Regions from separate parts of the Sus scrofa genome. Here regions 2 and 3 are each linked to region 1. The links are chromatin contacts, called in public HiChIP or PLAC-seq maps. All regions are on one chromosome and are shown on one strand. The core of a region is the stretch at or near the end of the contact, and the rest is flanking DNA. Distances in the headings are between cores, read along the strand shown.

Region 1 (3,799 bases), core at 833-3,332:
AACTGTTTGTTTCAGATTTGCAATGTGATGAGCACAGGAACTGAGAGTAGTAGGGGGTTAGTAACTTTAATTGCAATTAACACCCAAGTGTGATTCATTTTTCTTGTAATTCATTTCTATAATATTTTACCAAACCCTCAGTCCCCAGTGAAGTTGAGGCAAAACAGTCTTTTAAAAAAAAAAAATTGAGAAGGACTCCTTTTTAAACAATAAGAGGCAAATTTAAATCACCTTTAATCTCATCTTTCAACCTAAACCACTTTTGTGAAAGAAACTAGGGGTAAAGGAGTTCCCTTGTGGCACAGTTAGTTAAGGATCCCAGGTTGTCACTGCAGCAGTTCAGGTTGCTGCCATGGCAGAGATTCAGTCCTTGGCCTGGGAACTTCCACATGCCGTGGGCATGGCCTAAAAGAAAAAAAGAAACTAGGGGTTAGGAGGGGAAAAGAGAGTTTCTTTTCTGTATGTCCACTTATTTAGTGATTTCATAGTTTTAGCTGTGTACATTTTCTAAAACAGAAGTATTTTAAGCACCAACATGGAAGCTACTAAGTTTGGACCTAGCAATTTTGCCAAAGTGGATTAAGCATCTCGGCTTCTAGATGCCTGAAAGCAGGGGGAGAAAGTTGGAGCTGCAGAGGTCCAGGGCACCAACTTTTTGCCAGTCACCAGCTCTGCTTGTTTTCCCAGCAGAGTCTGGGCTTCAGTGCATGGGGTTCCATCCCAAGAAGGGCCATCAGAGCCCATCTGGGTGGCAGAGGCCTCCTGCCCCCGTCGCCGCCCCTTCTGTCCTCCGAAGTCTCCACAGCTCAGGGAGGGAAGTAGGCCTCACAGCCCTTGGGGATACTGGGGAGTCCCACTGCTTCCTGGTTTTAGGGAAAGTAAGATGCAATCCAGTTAAAATCCTCTTCCTTCTGGGAAAGGATTGCTGCCTTTGCTTTTTCACAGGAGCACTGGTTCCTTTTTCTTTAAGCAGAAAACATTCCGAGACCAGCTGCCCAGCGTCATCCTTCCCATCTCCTCCGTGCCCCCTGGAAACCTGTTTTGGTCCACACAGAACTTAAAAATTTAAACACTATGGTTTATATGACTTTGAAGATTAGGACTTGAAATAAAATGGCTCTGGGTTATCATCTCTCCTCTGGAGACCTTTTCTTTGTTTAAAAAAAAAAAAAATCTCATCCATGAGATCAACAGTTGGGAAGAATTCTGATCCTGGCACTTTGTAGCCCTCACTGTGGTCACCTGCCCCCAGCTTCGGAGCACCGTATGGGCTATGCTGTAGAAATTGCTTCTTCTTCGTCTTCTTTTTTTTTCCTTTCTAGGGCCACACCCTTGGCATATGGAGGTTCCCAGGCTAGGGGTCCAATTAGAGCTACAGCTGCTGGCCTACGCCACAGCCACAGCAACACAGGATCCGAGCCACGTCTGCGACCTACACCACAGCTCATGGCAACACCAGATCCTTAACCCACTGAGTGAGGCTAGGGATCGAACCCACAACCTCCCGGTTCCTAGTCAGATTCATTTCCACTGTGCCACAGTGGGAGCTCCCTGTAGGAATTGTCGATGGTCAAATACTTCCAGTTTCTCCAGAAGAGGCCATGTCAAAGTTTCCTCAGGGTGGCTTTGTGCATTGGATGTTGCATTTAGATAAACACAGCAGAAAAAGAGAAAGCTCTTCCTTGGAAGCTGTTACAGGCCAGCTTTCCTAGAATTAGAGCTTGACCATGATTTTTGTGCAATGACCTATGGAAGTTAAGGTCCCAGGAAGAAGCTCGCAAATCCGTGGTTTCAGGAGAGCCCTGGCCTCAGCCTGATCCTGTGGGGAGCTCTGGAGCATGAACTGCACCAGTCATCCCCTGTAGAAGCAAGACAGTTAGACTGTTAAAGCTCCCCAATTAATTTGTCATTGGCTATAGGCTGCCCCTGGGGATGAGGCTGTCATGTTCTGGAAATCTCCAAGCCAGGAAGCTCCCATCAGCCAAGGGCAGTTCTCCGTAGAAGGGAGAAAGTGAGTCCTTATGTGACAACAACTGCGGCAGCTGAGGGCTGGCACTCTTGGCTTGGTAAAGGGGGTCTAGGCAGGCTACCAACCACACCTGCCAGGGCAGCCAAAACAGTTGGAGAGTCAGTGTGCTGATGCATTGTCTAAGGAGCAGTTTATGTCATATGCAAATCATGTCATTCCATTCTATTACATTGTATTATACAAACACATATCTCAGAGCTTAGTACTAAGACAGCATCGTTATTTGCTTAGATTGAATTACAGAATAACTCTGGAGGGGAACATGGAGGTCATTCATTTCAGCCCATTTTATTTATTTATTGTAAAGAAACTTAAAAATGTTTTATTGTAGTTGCTTTACAGTGTTGTGTTAGTTTCAGGTGAACAGCAAAGTGATTCAGTTGTACATGTACAGAGAGATATATCTTTTTTAGATTCTTTTCCATTGTAGGTTATTACAAGATATTGAGTAGAGTTCCCTGGGCTATACTGTAGGTCCTTGTTGTTTATCTATTTTATATTTAGTTGTGTGTGTATGTTAATCCCAAACTCCTAATTTACCCCTCCCCCGCCTTTCCCCTTTGGTAACCCTAAGATTGTTCTCTATGTCTGTAAGTCTATTTCTGCTTTGCAAATAAGTTCATTTTATCATATTTTTTGATCCCATATATTCATTTTATAGAAGTGATGAATTAGATCAGCCTAAACCCTTACTGGGAACCAGCTCTAATTCTCAGTTCTCTGCTCTTGCTTGAATGCAACCCAGCCCATATTTACTGAAAGCCTGCTATATATATAAGGCACAATTTCCTCAGGGAATTGAAAGACACAAAACGCAGCCTCTGCCTTGGGCGTTAGGCCTTTATAGTCCAGGAAAAGATAAAGGAATAGAAGAAAGAAGCAAGAGGTAACTATTATGCAAATGAGTTCAGATCTCACCCCAAGAGCAGTATAGATTAAGCGCCATAGGCACTTGAAGACAAAAGCAGCACACAGAAGGATGGTGGCTTGTGCTTGTCTCAAAGTGGGGGTGGGGCGCACTTCATCTCAGCTATGACAGAAAGAAAATATCCTGCCAGCTCTTCTAGTTGGGTGAGGCTGAAGAAGATAAATATGCAAGTAGGGTTCTGGGAATGGGGGAAGATCAAATAAACAAGAACAAGCCATCTCTTTTCAAAATGTCATTTTGCCTTAAATGCTTCAATTCTCAGCCTGGAAGGGCAACTTATTGAAAGTTTCACTCATTAAACAGGGTTATTTTGAAGCTAAAGGCCAAAGGTCCAGCTTGTTTTGGAGAAAAATGTTGAAGCCAGCCCACTCTTTCCTTTCAGCTCAGACATGTTTCAGTACTGGAGTGTTTTTATTTTCTAAATTGTCCTGTGATGCACTGGCATGTGTATTGTCCCACCCACTTAAATTAATAGCTATTCTAATACCCAGAATTTATGCATTTGCCACTTTGGAGAAGATCTAAGATGAATTCATTCATTTACTCAGCCAGGCATTTATTGAGAGCCTGTGGGGTGGGATGGCCTTGCCTTGGGTGCTAGGAAAACAGGAATGAGAAAGGAGCTCTGAACCTGCCTGCGAAAGCTCACAGGCTAGTGGGGTGAGACAGATAAGCAAGTATTTAAAAATGATACACCCCAGAGTTCCTGTCATGGCGCAGCAGAAACGAATCCATCCAGGAACCGTGAGGTTGCGGGTTTGATCCCTGGCCTTGCTCAGTGGGTTAAGGATCTGGCATTGCTGTGAGCTGTGGTGTAAGTTGCAGACACGGCTCTGATCCTG
Region 2 (3,799 bases), core at 415-2,914, 180 kb before region 1:
TGGTAGAAGGTAGATAGATTAGTGGATTAAGAGTCTAAAAATCTGTATTTTGCAATATGCTAGTTGAAGGACTTTTTGTAAGGGATTGAACATCAATGGTGGTAAGATGTAGTGTAGCGTGCTGGAGAGGGATGCAAGAACAAAGGGAAGTAGGTCCAAGTCACAGCTTTGCTACTAGATGGTACTATTGCCTAAAGCTCTTCCTCTTCCCCTTTCGAGAGGTTCAATTTTTTATCCTTTCAATTAGAGAGGAGCTCTCAGTAATCTCTTGCACTCCATCCAGCCCTGTGATTCCCTGCAGAGGTGCCATGAATGAGGTAAATATGTTCAATATTGATTTGCGGAATTTTAAGAATTTCAAATCACCCAACAAAACTCAACATAAAAAAGGAAATCCAGAGAGTTCCCATCATGGCTCAGCAGAAATGAATCTGACTAGGAACCATGAGGTTACAGGTTCAATCCCTGGGCTCGCTCAGTAAGTTAAGGATCTGGCATTGCCACAAGCTGTGGTAAAGGTCACAGATGTGGCTCAGATCTGGCATTGCTGTAGCTGTGGTATAGGCTGGCAGCTGTAGCTCTGTTAGACCCCTAGCCTGGTAACCTCCATGTGCAGTGGGTGTGGCCCTAAAAAAAAGCCAAAAAAACCTGTAAACCCAGAGGCTGTGGTATATATACACAACGGAATATTATTCAGCCATTAAAAAGTATGCAATATTGGCACTGCAACAACATGGAGAGACCTAAAGATGATCATACTAAGTGAAAAAAGTCAGACAGAAAAAGACAAATACACCATGACATCATTTATATATGTAATCTCAAATATGACACAAATGAAATTATCTGTGAAACAGAAACAGACTAACAGACATAGAGAACAGACTTGTGGTTGCCAAGGGGGATGGAGCTTGGAAGAGGGATGGATGGGGAGTTTGGGATTAGCAGATGCAAACTATTACATATAGGATGGATAAACAACAAGGCCTTGCTGTAGAACACAGAGAAGTAGATTCAATATCCTGTGATAACCCACAATGGAAAAGAATATGAAAAAGAATATATATAGGAAAGAATGCATATACATATGAAAAAGAATATATATGTACACATATATATAACTGAATCACTTTGCTGTGCAGCAGAAATTAACACAACATTGTAAATCAAATAGACTTACATCAAAATTTTTAAGTGAATCCAGTTACTTCTTCCTAAAACTTGTAGCTGTCCACAACAGAGTGGCTCCATTTTCATTTCCCAAGTAATGGCCACATATAGATCAAGAAGTGAAATGAGTAAAAAAGCAGATGGTTTGGCACATTTTCTCTCTTCCCAATACTCAACTTCCGCTCATTGCAGTGAAAGTCCTATTTGCTTAGGGAATAAGAGATCAGCCTTGAGGATCCCAAGCAGCTATCCAGTCAAGGTCACTGAAAGGACAGAGGACAGCCAAGGTAAACAATTCAAAACTCCCTATGCTTATTTTTAGTTTGAAGTCTCAGCCTACTTTCTTATTTTCTTTCCAAAGTGCTTCCGCATAATCTGATTCTGATTACTAAATTAATGAGGAAATTTTGAGGTTTGGCCTTTGTTCACCAGTCTTGCTCAGGACTGTCCCATCCTCTGGTCCAAGGCATGCCATTTAATGTTCTTGAAATGCGATCCCCTTCTATCTGCAAAAGGAGTAGTTGTTCTCTACTCACCAAGAAGGATTAACACGCCCTGGGGTATGGACTCTTGCATTATTATTTATTGCATTATTATTTACCATCTATATAAATCAAAGCATCCCAAGAAATATTACATGTTGCACAAGTTATAAACTTACAAAACTAATAAACAAAAAGCACACAGCTGAGAGCAGCTGTTAACATTTTCCTTTGGGGCCCTGTATAGAACCCAGCAAATAAATAAGAATTCAATGATTTCCCTATAACTTAGCAGTAGGTGGCACTAAAAAAATCTGTGTTTTCTAAACCTGGTATATTCTATAGAATTTGTTAAATTCCCACCCTTTGGGCCCCTTATGTGAATTCAATATCACCGACTAAATGAAACTTGTGGCCAGGGGTCTTTTTCACTCACCTTATGCAATGAATGAGGCCAAGCCCTAGGCTTCAGAGACAGCTAATGACACTTAGAATTTTAAACCTCCTGCCTAATTACAGTCATGTTCCAGACATAGCACTCACCCTAACCTGCTCTGGAATCACAGGGTCAGTGCCAAAGCTGGATTTGTGGGAGGCAGAGTGGCAGTGTGGATTATCAGCAAGTGGAGGGAGGGAAAACTGGGGAGTGTGCCCAGGACATGCTCTGCTTTTCACTCCTCCCACAGGCATGTCTTTGTTATGACCCTGTGTGTCAAATGTAATTTCTGTTGTTAGAGGAGAAAGAAAGCAAGGAATGGAATGAGCAAGGAGAGAGAGCTATTAAAAAAATCTTTCATGAACCAGGCTCCCTGCTAAACCCTAGAGGCATGAAGATGGATAAAAGGCATGTTTGTAACTTTGTGATTCCACTAGTCTAATAGTGGAGGCAATATGTGTTCAAGATAATTATAAGAGTGTGATCAATTCAATTAGAGACACACAATGACTTCACTTTGTCCTCCCATTTATACTGGAATCACATGGAGTTCCCTTCGTGGCTCAGAGGTTAGAGAACCCGACTAGCATCCATGAGGACGTGGGTTCAATCCCTGGCCTCACTCAGTGGGTTAAGGATCTGGTGTTGTGGTGAGCTGTGGTGTAGGTCGCAGACTCCACTCGGATCCCGAGTTACTATGGCTGTGGCATAGCTGGTGGTACAGCTCTGATTATACCCCTAGCCTGGGAACCTCCATATACCATGGGTGCAGCCCTAAAAAGACAAAAAGACTATATATATAGGAATCACATAATATATGCACTAAGACCCTGAGTTTCAAGTCCATGGCTGTCTCTGGCTATGTGCATGCCCTTCTTTAATTACCAAAGCCTGTTTGGTGGCTTGGTCTTCGGTATCTACACCTATGACATGGGGGTGGGAAAGGGAGTAGCAGTCACATCTACATTATAGAGATGATTGTTAGGTACTAAGCAAAATAATATACGCAAATGTTTGGAATACAATAAGGGCTCAATAAATTCTAAGCTCTTTCTATGAGCACCCCTACTTTACAGATAAGCAAACAGGCCCCATCTGTGCAGAGGCTTATATATGAGTAGCAAGAACAGGACTTGAGTCCATATCCAATACTGAGCCCAAAGCCCTTCCCTGTGTGTAAGGAACAGGACAATTAAATGATTTGTGACTCAAGCCAAGTGTTTTGTCCTGAGAGGCACATTGCTAGGCTCCAGAATTTTCTCTCCACATTTATCACTGGTGTTGAAGCTTTTCCCTGCCTTCCTTCAGTGGCTCTAAGAGTTTCCAAATATCATAGCCTATATCTTCATGTGCTCATAAAAGAGCAAGATTTGAGACTGACCCTAAGCCGGGGGCGGGAGGGTGGCAGTGAGTCAGAACAATATGCATTTTTCCCTCCATCAATATTCCTTATTCCATAATGAGATCCGGCATGTGAAATTGTATCCAAGCTAGTGCCCTGTGGGGCTCCTAGGCACACAAACCTTTCTGTGTCCTCCATTTGTTGTTTTAGGGACTAAGCCTCAGCCTCCCTAACCTTCCCAGAGTTCCAAAGGGTGGTTGCTAATTAGGGAAAGGAGGGGATGCAGAGACCAGGTAGGAGCAGTCAAGAGAAAAGAGTGCAGCCTTGGGGCAGGATCATGGCTCCTCCTCAAGAAATATACATAGCAAT
Region 3 (3,799 bases), core at 475-2,974, 140 kb before region 1:
ACCATGAGGTTGTGGGTTCGATCCCTGCCCTTGCTCAGTGGGTTGACGATCCTGCGTTGCCATGAGCTGTGGTGTAGGTTGCAGACACAGCTCGGATCCCGCGTTGCTGTGGCTCTGGCGTAGGCCGGTGGCTACAGCTCCAATTGGACCCCTAGCCTGGGAACCTCCATATGCCATGGGAGCAGCGCAAGAAATGGCAAAAAGACCAAAAAAAATAAAAATAAATTAAAAATTAAAAAATGGTATTTCCTAGACTCTCTTCTCAGTTCCCCTAAATCTCTAAATGTCTTTTATAGACCACAGTACCTTAATTTCTACAAGCTCCCAGAAAGATACTTATAGGCACTAAGTTTGAAACCCAGTGCCTGAAGAGTTCCATAGAGGGCCCACAGAATGGTCGTAGATTTTGTTTTAAATTTGGGGATTCTGAAACAGACTGTACTTGAAAACTCTCTTTTATAGAGACAAGAACTCAAAAGCTTAGAACCCTCTACACCAGTCTGTGATAGGCTGAATTACTGACCCCAGTTCTCTCCCTGTACCACACCTTTGCCATGCCCTCTTCATGGATGGAGTGTATTTCCACACTTCTTGACTCTAGGATGTGACTTGCTTTAGTCAACGCCAGGTGGGTCACAATTGACCTGTTAACCTTCAGTGTAAAGTCTTAGCATGGTGATAGCTAAACAATTCAGGGCTTAATTCTCTAACATTATGGATAAGAATCTAAGAAGCAAAGTAACTTTCCTAACGAGACTTAATCTGAAGGAATAACTCAAGATAATAAGAATTTCATGGCAAGCCAGAAGATGAACACATTGAAAATGATGTTTTCAGCATTCTTCCTTCCAATCACAGAACACAGACCAGCATCCTCCGGTGAGTGTACATGTGGGTAATAGCACTGGTCCCTCCAGAAAACTTCACCATGTCACACTTAGCCAAGGAAAGAGCTGAAGTTCAATGGGACCACTTTATACTCTGCCAGGTAGGGACTCAGTGTTCTTGCAGCTCCTCTGCTCACCTCAGTTACTAACAATCATGAACTGCCTGTGGGAGTCAAAGCAAATGCCACTAAGTGCTACTGTCCTGAGCATGGTTTTTTGTTTTGTTTTGTTTTTGTTTTGCCAACCATTGAGCATTATACATCCCCATGTCTTTATTTTCTACACCAAGAAATCATCTTGCCTATTGGGCAATTGACTGTAGTAGTTATTTTACAGGCCGAGAGGAACTATTTGTTGGATTAGAGTCCAATAAAGACTCAGACTTGGAATTTAATTTCTCACTAAGATGTAAAAATGTATCCACACTGGGTGATTGACAATGTGTGAGAGAAGATACTACAAAAGGAATCTCCATACTCATGATAAACTGAAGGTCATCATTTTCATGCTTGTATGTGTCACAGAGCCCGGTGCTTTCAAAATACCACTGTGCTTCCTGGAAACTCTCTGTTGCCAGATATCCTGAATTCAGCCCAAGCATTCTCCCCATTCACAGCCATATGGTGGGTTCAGGACTGGAGGGAGATTAGCACTGCACTGTCCTTGCAGAAGGCCCAGACTATGCAATATTTAAATTAAAAAAAATAAAAAGATACACATCATTCTAGGCACATTCCATGCATCATCTCCATGACCCAGTTCCTGTTATCCATCAAACAGGTTTTAAAATAGTCCACGTTTTTCAGTCCTGCAAAGTCAACAGTACTGGAAAGTTGGCAGGTACAATTGTTTAAACAAAGCTCCCAAGTTTTCTGCTGGCAGGTGTTTCCAGAGTTCTTGGAGCACAATCCTTTGGATAGGATGGTTGCCAATATACATAGCAACAGGAAAAAAAAAAAAAAAAAGTGTTTTCCTTTGCCACAGTGGAGACACCAAAATGCCTTAGATGCAAACCTGAATATTCAGTTCAGGGGCTTATTTTGGCTCTAGGTCAAGGGATAAACAATAATAAAATCCAACAACTCTCAGTCCAGATCTGATGGGTTTCAGAGGCAAATGGGGCCATTTCTCAAATGGCAGTGTGCACCCCCCAGCCAGCTCTGCACAATCTGACCCTATGAGTTTGGGTCTCCCTTCTTTATCAATTCCCCCAGACTCCTAAATGTGCCATCCTCAAGCTTCCCAGCTAATTCTGCTTGAAATTGAGGCTGAGGATGGGGGGCTTGAAATTTAATATGATGAAGGCAGAACAGCTAAGACTTTATTCTTCTTCCTCCATCAGCCTTTAGGCACTGATTTCAGTTATTCTTAAATCCAGCTTTCCAAAATTGAAACCTGGGACTGCATTAAAAGCACATGACTAGTTTTATAATTTGTTCCTTGGCAGTTGGACTAATTCATATTTGCTGCCATTAGAGTCATTCCTTTAGTCATTCAGTTAAACTTGACCTTGGTGCTGGAACCCCACAAGGGAGAAATAAACCCTTGTCTCTCACCCTGAAGTGAATGAAAATAAATAGAAGATTTTTTTAAACACAAAACTAAACTCTGAGGAGGGGAAATATAAGCATGGTGGGGAAAGATTTGGGGGACAAGTTTTTAAAACTCAAAGGAAGTCAAAATATAACTGGCTTAGAGGGTACTTAATGGTCATTAAATTGTAACCCAATGAAAATTAAGCTCTTCAAATTCTGTTGACAAAAATTTAGAATATCAGGCACTACCATGTTAAGTCATTTCTTCTTTACTTATTTGCTAGTGGCAAATGCATAAAGTCTGTTATTTCATGCTTTTGTTAATTGGCTTTATCTTTGGGTTCACATTATGACTCTGTGTTTTCCATTTGTTCCATCTCCCCCTTATCATCTTCTCATTTAGTATCTTTGGAAGCTTCCCTACAAATTTCAAAATGAAGATATAATTTATGGGTGTTCTGGCTTTAGAAAGGGCCCTTTTTATATAGAGTCATGAATATAACCAAGGATTTTGTCCCATAAAATCCATCAATTTTGGGAAAAAGAACTGGCATTTAATTGTCAGGGATAAAAATCCACTTTTTTCATCATGTTAATTATTGCCACAAAAAGAAACTACATTGATCAGTTTCTCAGTTTTTCACCTGAGGAAGATGTCTGAAGGAATGAGTAGTTAAAATATATACACTTTGATCAGACAAACCTGAGTTCAAATTCCTGCATTGCTACCTATTTGTAGGGTGTTAAAAATGAGGCTCTTAATTCAGTAATGGTGGAATCCTGACACTGTCTCTTCCTAGCTCTGAGACTTGGATCAGCTTATTAATTCTCTGGGCTTTGTCTTAGTGGCGAATGGGCAACATAAGTGGATATGTTTGGGAAAATTAAGTAAGGCAATATATAGCAAGTGCAAAGCCCATAAAAGCAACGCATGAGGAAAACAGGGATAAATTTTAAGAAAAGTGTATCTGGCTACAACCCTGACACCACCATACTTTTTAACTTTCATTGTACTTTATCTCATGAGTAATCAATATTTACTGTAAAAAAAACAAAAACAAAAACAAAACAAAACAAAAAAACCTGGAAAATATAGACTTTTTTTTTTTCAAAATGAGAACTGTTTCATCACTTATAGAATTATCTTCCAGAAATAATTTCTATGGAGAGTCTATGGATTAAATTCTGTGAATTGAATCCTTTCAGACTTGATCTCGAAACATCTAGGTGACATAATGTAGTCCCTGAAGGCTTCCCTTCCACCTAGGAGAGGGTGGGCCGGCTCCCTCATGGAAGAGTAGAGAAGGCCATGGGAAAATTGATTTTTACAAGATAAATCAGGAGAAAGGATCCTGAGAAGATTTGGGAGGAAATGAA

What was found. HiChIP or PLAC-seq counts read pairs in DNA pulled down with a chosen protein or histone mark.
Region 2: an H3K27ac HiChIP or PLAC-seq map of skeletal muscle shows a contact between it and region 1. The contact joins two enhancer-like sites. A contact is called at or near these places in 3 of 47 Hi-C or Micro-C datasets (embryonic fibroblasts, heart right ventricle and skeletal muscle) and 2 of 2 datasets of contacts at active chromatin or transcription factors (alveolar macrophages and skeletal muscle).
Region 3: an H3K27ac HiChIP or PLAC-seq map of skeletal muscle shows a contact between it and region 1. The contact joins two enhancer-like sites. A contact is called at or near these places in 3 of 47 Hi-C or Micro-C datasets (embryonic fibroblasts, heart right ventricle and liver) and 1 of 2 datasets of contacts at active chromatin or transcription factors (skeletal muscle).

The regions. Positions count from the first base shown.
Region 1 is chr13:16,857,924-16,861,722 of Sscrofa11.1, forward strand. All of the region lies in intron 5 of TGFBR2 (TGF-beta receptor type-2), which reads left to right. Among named protein-coding and RNA genes, the nearest start is that of TGFBR2, 75 kb to the left of the region's middle. Within about 2 kb of position 2,083, at least 15 of the 83 cell types and tissues checked have an H3K27ac peak or open chromatin away from gene starts, as enhancers often do. A contact at or near this core is called in skeletal muscle, where this site is marked.
Region 2 is chr13:16,676,562-16,680,360 of Sscrofa11.1, forward strand. No RefSeq gene overlaps it. Among named protein-coding and RNA genes, the nearest start is that of TGFBR2, 110 kb to the right of the region's middle. Within about 2 kb of position 1,665, at least 10 of the 83 cell types and tissues checked have an H3K27ac peak or open chromatin away from gene starts, as enhancers often do. A contact at or near this core is called in skeletal muscle, where this site is marked.
Region 3 is chr13:16,720,042-16,723,840 of Sscrofa11.1, forward strand. No RefSeq gene overlaps it. Among named protein-coding and RNA genes, the nearest start is that of TGFBR2, 62 kb to the right of the region's middle. Within about 2 kb of position 1,725, at least 18 of the 83 cell types and tissues checked have an H3K27ac peak or open chromatin away from gene starts, as enhancers often do. A contact at or near this core is called in skeletal muscle, where this site is marked.